Linked DNA regions of Mus musculus: all the other regions are linked to region 2. Evidence: chromatin contacts called from public promoter capture Hi-C data. All regions are on one chromosome and are shown on one strand. The core of a region is the stretch at or near the end of the contact, and the rest is flanking DNA. Distances in the headings are between cores, read along the strand shown.

Region 1 (3,034 bases), core at 258-2,757, 2.2 Mb before region 2:
CAAAACAAACCCCAATACATACAGAGCCAGTGAAATATTCCAAACCTTAAAATCCTCTCGAAATGACCACATAAAATTGTTTATTTTAAAATCTTAAACTTTCAGGAACCATTCAGGTTCAGGAAAGGTTATTTGGAAACTGATGTAGGGGAATTTGGGTCTCTTGATTACTTTTCTGATCCTGCCTGATTGCATTTAAACAGACCCCAGAGAAGGGGCAAAGAGTTCAGACCAAAGATCTAGCCAGGTTGTAGTCACCAGCATTTGATGACAGTCACCAGAAAATTGACGGGCAACTTGTTTCTTTTTTTTTAATATTCATTTATTTTATTTATATGAGTACACTGTAGCTGTCTTCAGACACACCAGAAGAGGGCATCAGATCCTATTACAGATGGTTGTAAGCCACCATGTGATTGCTGGGAATTGAACTCAGGACCTCTGGAAGAGCAGCCAGTGCTCTTAACCACTGAGCCATCTCTCCAGCCCCGGCAACTGGTTTCTATAACCCAGGCTCTAGGCCCTACATGGCTACTGACCCTGTCCTTACTAAGGCAGACTTCAGTCTCAGGGTGGAGTATGAAGAAAACATCAGTTGGTATCCAGCAGGCAGCTCTGAGTGCTGGCAGTGTGACTTGGGAGAAGAGAGTTCAGAGCTTCCATTGGTGGACACCCTGATGAAGCCATCCTTGAGAAGCATTGGTCCAACTGGACCTGCAGCCTCACTTCTGTTCCCTTCTATGGTTTAGAGGCATGTCTAACAACATGATATAAGCTTCCTCTTTCTGAAGAATCTGAAGAGGAAATCCACTAGTGAGTTCAAATTCTCTTAGAGCATGGCCAGGAGGCCGGGGGGTGGGGGGCGGTTAGGGAAGGACAAGAGCCATTAGAGTTTAACTTTCTGGCAGTCCTAGTGGTACCTGCATATAATCCCTTCACAGGAGATTTCCACCAGAGTTCAGGACTTAAGGGAAGTGGAGGCCACATAGAAGACATTACCTGTTAAAACCAGTTCCTAAAAATACACATCTCTGATTTACACCTTCAGTTTGGTTATCACTGCTGTGTAAAGTGTTAGGCTTTTGGTCCACCCTCTGGGGTTATGAAGGAACAGCAAAGTCAGGCAGATGTTAAGAGATATTTCCCCCCCAAATCCCACAGCTATGATGGAGGAAGATGAGTCAAATGTTAATTGTTTATAGTCTAGACTTTCCAGACTCCCTCACTAGCCTCCTGTCACCTCCAGCCACCAACTGGGAAAACAGTCAGTCCTTCTGGCCTGGCTCACTCTACCCAACGTTTGCGTTCCCTTTGCTTTGCAATTTTCCCCACTCAACACACTCTTGTGACCTACAGGTTTGGAAGGAGGGAAAGGGGAAGTCATCCCAGGACTTGGCCCAGTGCATTGAGTGTCAGCTTCCAGCACTGAGAGATGAGGGTTTAGCCCTCAGGCTAGCTATAATTAGCCAAGTGCGGGCACTGCTAGGATCCGTACACAGCAGTCCTAAGCAGACTGGGAACTCAAGAGAGGGCAAGCAGAAGCCCGGTGTCTCCTGCCTGGGATTAAAAGAAAACGAGTGGAAAGCGGGGCTTTGTCCTGAGCCAGATGGCTACAGGCGTTTGTGGTTCTGTTGCACTTGGTGAACCCTATGGTTAGTTAGCGCCATATAGCCCAAAGTTAGTGTGTCACCGGACGGAGTGAGGGACTGACAGCTGAATTGAAGACAGTTCTGTTTTCCTGAGTGCTGCTCAGGTATACTTCTCTCATGCCTGGGCACCTGCGGCAACCTCACAAGCGTCTGGAAGATGGCAAGCCTTTCCTCAGACTTGGAGCATGTCTCCCTTCCTATCGAGAAGGACAGTCTTGAACTACCTGTGCCTGCCGGAAGAACCTTCTCCCGGTCTCCCTCTTCCGATGAGGATCCCGGCTTGTTTTCCTTTTCTCTGGCAGAGCCTGACCCACCTAGCCCCTTCGTTTCAGGAAACCTTCCCTTTCTAGCTTCATCTCCGGAGAAAGGGAAGAAGCAGGATGACAGCGACGACTCAGCGGAGCCTGAGATGCTGTGCAGCGTGGAGCACCCCTGCCAGTTCTTCGCTGAAGCGCAGAGACTGCGGGAGCAGAAGCTGCTGCTGGATGAAGAGGTGTCTGTGGGGGGACAGGTATATGGGGTGCATCGGGTGATCTTGGCTGCAATTAGCAGCCTCTTCCGAGGCAGGCTGCTGAGCGGTGGGGGTCAGCAGCCCAGTTTCAGCCTTGATGTGACCCCGAGGGGCTGGGAGGCTGCGCTGACCTTTGCCTACGAGGGGGTGCTGGGCCCCGCCTCACAGGACGAAGTGCTGGCTGCTGCAGAGGCGCTGGGAGCACCCCGGGTGAAGAAGGCGGCCCAGCTGAAGCCAGAAGGACTTGGTAAAGCCAGGGGAAATGAAAAGAAGCTCAGCCAGGCAGAGGAGCTGAGGGAGAATCTGCACAGCATTGAGCGTCTGTATCGAGAGGGCATCGGGTGCGACTTGGAGCTGGAGGCAGAGGGCTACCGCCTGCGGGGTGAGAGTCTGTGAGACAACTGCCAAAAATGCATGTTTTGCTTGTTTTGCGGTGGTAGGGATGGAACCTAAGGCCTTAATTCCACTCTACCATGGATCCACACCCCCTAGCCTTGCGAAATAGTTTTGTATTATTGCTTCAGCAAGAATGTCCTTTTTGGTGCTTCTCCAGAGCCACCAAGAAATGCACATGCGCAGTTGAATTGTTTTCCTAGACACCCGGACAGATTTGAACTGATAGATAGTTCAGGCAGTTTCCCCCCCCCCCCCCCCTCCCTGGTAGCTAGAATTTCCAGCCAGATGGCTAGGGCTTAGAGTACAGTCCATGGCAGCAAAACAGGGAGAAAGAGACTGACTCAAACAAATTAGCTAGAGCCTTTTGGCATCTACTCAGCACACAGCAAAGGGCAGCCGAGGCCATCAGTACAAGTTTCCCAGTGTGTCCTTTGTCCTAGGTGTGTTTGACTCTGGCAGCAGACTTCAGTCTGCTTCC
Region 2 (2,868 bases), core at 5-2,504:
GTTTCTGTGAAGCAGCCCACCCTCTCCACCCCCCTTCTCCCAAAGCCAGTGGCTTTTGTCCTGACCTAGAATAGGGTTTGTGGAAACCGTACCTGAGCCGGGGTGTCTGCAATTTCCAAATTGACAAGAAGAGACTGGAAGATAAAATGCATGTTCTTACAGGTGAAGAGCAATTTTGCAACTTTTCCAGGCGACACAGGAGAAAGCTTGCCTGCTACCAACTGCTGGAGAGTCTGGGCAGAATTCCTCTAGAAAGAAAAAAAAGAAAAGTCTTTTTTCCCTTCCCTCCCTTGTCTTCATCTCTGGCTCTGGCTCTCTTTCTCCTCCTATGTGCGTGTGCGTGTGTCTCTCTCTCTTTCAGATCCAATCTTTTGAGAGCTGCAGCACACTGCTAAGCTAAAGGGAAATTCTCTTTGATAAAGCAGTGTTTCCAGCTTCTGGGTTTTAAAACCTAAATCTATATTCAAATCTGGCTGAAGGTGTGTTCTGGGATTTATGAAAAGCCTCTTAAAGGGGTAAATTTACCAAACCGTGACAAAATCATCACGATCTTACTTTAGACATCTGAAGTGGATGAGAATTTTAAAGAGACCCTTGTTTATTTAACACTGTCCGTTTCCAACTGGTGGTTTATTGGCCCTGTATTTCCGCGAAGTTATTAGACTAGAGGGCAAAGGAGAAGCGGGGGGCTGTGTGCTGCCAGCCGCTGAAGGGGAAAGCCCTCCCACGCTGTATCTAACAGAAATCCTCCACTGTCTATAGCACTCCGGACTTTTCTGGGAGGTTTGGTTGCTCTGGGTTGTCTCAGGATGACACCCCAAACCTTTACCCGGGCCTTGAGAGGTTCCTAATGTCTCCGGACCCTACTGTAGATGTATCGCTTTCTCTCCGGATTTTTTCATTTACTTTGAGTGACTCACAAGCCCTCGCTCTATTTCGTTACCGCACCCCACCTCTACTGCCCCCAAGGCCTTGCTCCCCTACATCCACAATGGCCTTTTTCTCTTTTCTTTTCTTTTCTTTTCTTTTCTTTTCTTTTCTTTTCTTTTCTTTTCTTTTCTTTTCTTTTCTTTCTCGCCCTTTGATGCTTTCAACATCATTATGATCAAACCGGGGAGAACTCTTTTCTCGGGGTGGGAAACAACCTCTTTTTCAAGAGATTCGCGTGGATTTGCCTTTCCATCATACAAAGCACGATGGCTCGGACCAAGAGCCAGGACCTGCTTCCCACAGCCCGGGCCACGCGGGACAACTGCCTGGGACATTTGTTTACCTCTCCTAAATGAAAGGCCTTAGGGACAGTCGCCAGGTGTTTCTGCACAGTGGGGGCGGGGTAACAAGGAAAGATCCGTACTCACCCTCCCCCCTAGCCTAGGCCCCACAAAGTCGTGGCTCTGGGGAACGCGACAGCCAGGAGTTTCCTTAGGACTGGAACAGCTACGAAGGAGCCAGGAAGAACTGGGCAAGCCCGGAGGAGCTCGAGGGTTCGCGGAGCCTCCAGGACCCCAAGGCTCTTAGGACACACCTGCAAGTCTGCAGCGGCAGCGGAGTGCCCAGCCTTAGGCCGGAGCCGAGCCCAGCCGGGCTGCCGAGAACTTGCAGCCTCGTGCGCACTCCCGTAATTCGCTAATTGCTGTAAATCCCAAGGACGGCCACATTTGATTACACATACAGTATAAGAACCGACAACAAAGCGACGAATTAATTACCAACTTCATTAACATAGGTCCCCAAATTAAAGGCAACGAGCTGTTTCTTTGGGCCCACTAGCAGTGGTGGCGGTGACTGAGGTAGTGAGGGAGGGGTGGGTTTTTTCGTTTTGTTTTGTTTTTCCTTCTGCATTGGGAGTTGTGAGGGGAAAGCTATCCTCCCCCCCCCTCCCCCTCCCAGCCTCCATTCACACACTCAGCAGTAGCGTTTGCCCCTCACCTCCCCCCGCCCCGTCCCCTAATATTCTGTCCAGCGTGTTTCTGCTTTTCTAGAAAACTCTGATTCTTGTTTAAAAAAAAAAAAAAAAAAAAACCAGTCTGGACCAGAAGAAGTTGAGTTGGTTGACCCTGCAGCATCCCAGCTCCCGAGTTTCGGCCTCTGAGTAGGGCGCCTCCATCCCTAGTAACTCCCAGGCCTGAAGTACCAGGCGTTTGTTCTTAAGCACAAACTGTTTCTACTGGGGGCTTTTTGTCACCTCATACTCAGCTGGAGAGATTTGAGGTATCCCCTCCCTTGGCCGGAAATCTGCCTTGGCGGTAGATTTGGGAGCTCACGTTTTCTTTTGTATCTTGCTCTATGCTTATCAAATTGAAAAAACATGCCTGGAAAGCCAGAACTCCAGAGACCAAGGGTTATTCTAAGGGGTAAAAGAACAGCCAGTGAGGACGCTGGAGTTTTCAGACAGTCCATAGCTGCGTGACTCTCTGCCTACACTGCATGTTCACAGCTCAGTTCCACTCTTGTTCATCTTCACCCATTTTTCCCTCAGCGCCGTCTGGTCCTCTTCAAGAGAACATAGCCCTGTTTTTAAGCCTGTGCCTGGGTTTGAGTTCTGCCTCTGACCCACACATTCTTTGCTAGCGTTGGAAATCGAAAACGGGGTACTACCCCCTCCCTCCTTCCCCTAGCTTTGACTTAAATATTTTCCTGCTTTATGTTGTTTGGTATCCTTTCTCTAAAATAAAAACAAAAAAGAAAAGGAGGATAAGAAGGAGTATAAAGGAAGAAGAAAAGACCGAAGAGGGAGGCCTTCCTGTCCATCATTTTAATTATACAATTAGTTCACATGCTTGGGCCCATAATGTATATTTTAAGCGTAGCCCAGTGTTTTAAAGAACGTTCTGGTAGTGTCGGAGGCCTGGATTTGTTGCCTGCTCT
Region 3 (3,021 bases), core at 59-2,558, 2.4 Mb before region 2:
GATCCAGCAACATGGCCTGTCTTTGAATCGCTAAATACAGAATGCGGCACATGGTGAGAGCAGAGGTAAAACTGTAGTCCTGACCTGCGCAGTGCGATTTCTGTAGATGCTGGAGGGAGAAGTGCCAGCGATGAGCCCCTAAGGCGGATAACCACAAAGCTCCTGTATCCTAGACGAAAGGGGCACGTGCTTCCCACTCCCGCATCTGAGATCCAGAGGTGAGAAGGGGGACCAGAGTAGAGAGTCAGGAGTCTAACATCTGCTGGGAATGGGACCGTTGTCCTAAAATGTCACTGCAAGAATGGGGTGTGTTCGGAACAATTTAGCTAGAGAAAAATCAACGCTCTGAAAATCAACCTTGATGTTTTGCTACTGAGAGTCTTTAGTTTTTTCTTTTCTTTAGTTTGTGTTTTCTGTTATCTTTTAGTGGAGACTTTTAGAGACAGCACTTTACAATACCATCAATTCAACCTTTTTTTTTTTTTTTAAGTTTGTGGGACTGGAATGGCTTGAATCTACTTCATTTCCAGTTTAATTAATTATAACAGTGATTTGCAATTCTGTTTCTGACAGCCTGTTTTTGAAAAGGCTTCAGATTCTGTCTCAGAAGGGAAAATGTCACAAATTGAAAAAAGGCCTCATGGGCTGATATTAATGTTAGCCGGGGCACTTAGCTTGAATGCAACCGAGTAAGTGAATGGATCAATATGGCTTCTTGCTATAGTCAGCCTCCTTTATGTGTACTACACTTACTTCAGAAATGCAAGTAGTTTGTGTCAATCTGAGTTTAGTTAGGTTCTTGGTTTATTGTGAAAATTCTCCATAAAAGGGGAGAATTGGTGTATCAAATACCCTGGTCTCTGCAGCTAATTGTTTAACTGGGTAACTGAAACCCAAGCAAGGACCCCATCTCTTGATCCGCTTCCAAACGTGGGGCAAGCCAAGCCTGGGCTTTGACTTTCGTCCTGATTTTCTCTGCCAGTTCGTTAGGTTGACACAGGAAACTTTTGAATCCTTTGTCCTGTTATTTCTCTTGCTCCTTACCAAAGTTTGTAATTGAAAAGCAGAGCGTAGGAGACCGGGGTGTGTGTAAACAGCAAGAATTCTAAAGCAGGAAATCAGCCGGAGCTCTGTTTCTTCACAAAATCTCATTCTCGTATTTTCACCCAACTCTGATGTTCAGAGATACTTTCCCCATCATAATGAAGAGCCATCAGTCGAGATTTGAGAACAAGATCGTTGAAGATATAGACTCCGGACGCTTTCCTAAGACGTGGCTACCCTTTAGGGGAAATTTCTCTGAGTTTCAGGATGGGTGATAGAACGTCGTTTCATCTTTACAGCTGGGAAAGATAATAATGGCTCCACGTGCGAACCAGAGTGTCGGCACTACGGAGTTTGTCCTGGCAGGCTTCCCGAATCTCAACAGCACAGGAGCGGAAGTGTTCTCCGTGTTCCTTTTCGTTTACCTGTTGACTCTAACAGGCAACACGTTGATTGTTGTCTTGGTGGGGGCGGATCACCGCCTGCAGACACCCATGTATTTCTTCCTGGCTAACTTGTCCTGCCTCGAGATTCTGATCACTTCTGTCATCATTCCGAAGATGCTGAGCAATTTCCTCTCGAGACGGCACACCATTTCCTTTGCTGCCTGTATCACTCAGTTTTACTTTTACTTCTTTCTGGGGGCCTCTGAGTTCCTACTGTTGGCCGTCATGTCTGTGGATCGCTACCTGGCCATCTGCCGTCCTCTGCATTACCCCTTGCTAATGAATGGAGCCGTGTGCTTTCGGGTGGCCTTGGCCTGCTGGATGGGGGGACTCCTCCCTGTGCTTGGCCCCACAGTGGCTGTGGCCTTGCTTCCTTTCTGCAAACAGGGTGCTGTGGTTCAGCACTTCTTCTGTGACAGTGGACCCTTGCTTCACCTGGCATGTACCAACACCACGAGACTGGAGGAGGCTGACTTTGTCCTGGCCTTTCTTGTCATCATGTCCTCGCTCACCATTACTGGTGCGTCCTATGGCCACATAGTCCTGGCGGTCCTGCGCATCCCCTCTGCTTCCGGTCGGCAGAAGGCTTTCTCCACCTGTACTTCTCACTTGATGGTGGTAACCCTCTTCTATGGAAGTGCCATTTTCCTCTACGTAAGGCCATCCCAGAGCGGCTCTGTGGATACTAACTGGTCTGTAACCGTGATAACAACATTTGTGACCCCTCTGCTGAATCCTTTTATCTATGCCTTGCGCAACGATCAAGTCAAGGAAGCTTTGAAAGAGATGTTCAGGAAGGTAGTCGCCAAGCTGTTAGAACAGTCTTTACTTGGGGATAGTTTGAGAAAGAAGACAGCCAGTTGAAAGCGTGGGGACTCAGTCTCAGGTCCACACATCTCCATTGCCAGCTTTTCCTTCATCATGAGAGGAGCCAGGACGAGCTTCAAGGAGAACAAGCCTACATTTCTCTTTCAAGCAAAATGAATTAACTCTATATTATGCGTCGTAATAACAACTCACACTATTTTCAATATCTTATTTTATTAATTATGTGCCTATGTGGGGAATATGGGGTATGCCATGTGAGACTAGGAGTCAGACAGAGATTCTCTGGTAGGTAGACAGGGAGAGGGACCACAGCTAGGTAATAAAGGTGACCAACTTCCAACATTGCTGTCTTTTCTTACCCTCCTGATCTGTTACAAAAACTTGGCAGCTTAAAACAAAGGCCTGGAAGGCTTTTTTCCCCCTTGCCAATAGGCCCCCAGCTGATAGACACAACAGTTATAGGCCAACCAACTATTCTTTCTTCAAACTGATCAACCCTAAATTAGGGGAGCGTGGTGCTTCCATGGACTCAAGTGTATGAATTCTTGGTCCATAGGGAGTAGCACTCTTAGGAGGTGTGGCCTTGTTGGAGTGGGTGAGGTCTCCTTGAAGGAAGTGTGCCACTAGGGGGCAGGCTTTGGATAAATTAAGATGGAATAGAGATGTTGGGCCCAACACTGAATCTAAAATCGATGACCACAAC

What was found. Promoter capture Hi-C pulls out the DNA fragments that hold promoters and counts their contacts.
Region 1: a contact with region 2 is called in a promoter capture Hi-C map of stem cell-derived epiblast-like cells, with 3 times the contacts expected there. The contact joins the promoter of Klhl33 here to the promoter of Otx2os1 in region 2. A contact is called at or near these places in 3 of 39 promoter capture datasets (liver and stem cell-derived epiblast-like cells).
Region 3: a contact with region 2 is called in a promoter capture Hi-C map of hippocampal neurons, with 2.7 times the contacts expected there. The contact joins the promoter of Olfr750 here to the promoter of Otx2os1 in region 2. A contact is called at or near these places in 2 of 39 promoter capture datasets (embryonic stem cells and hippocampal neurons) and 2 of 115 datasets of contacts at active chromatin or transcription factors (astrocytes and embryonic stem cells).

What each region holds. Positions count from the first base shown.
Region 1 is chr14:50,895,956-50,898,989 of GRCm38.p6, reverse strand. Klhl33 (kelch-like 33) reads left to right here and starts at 1,507. Exons shown (of 4, transcript NM_001370764.1): 1 at 1,507-2,542. The coding sequence starts at 1,807.
Region 2 is chr14:48,667,674-48,670,541 of GRCm38.p6, reverse strand. It overlaps Otx2os1 (orthodenticle homeobox 2 opposite strand 1), which reads right to left and starts at 1,254. Exons shown (of 5, transcript NR_029384.1): 1 at 1,146-1,254; 2 at 93-248.
Region 3 is chr14:51,069,729-51,072,749 of GRCm38.p6, reverse strand. Olfr750 (olfactory receptor 750) reads left to right here and starts at 1,308. Exons shown (of 1, transcript NM_207558.2): 1 at 1,308-2,439. The coding sequence starts at 1,359. The coding sequence ends at 2,354.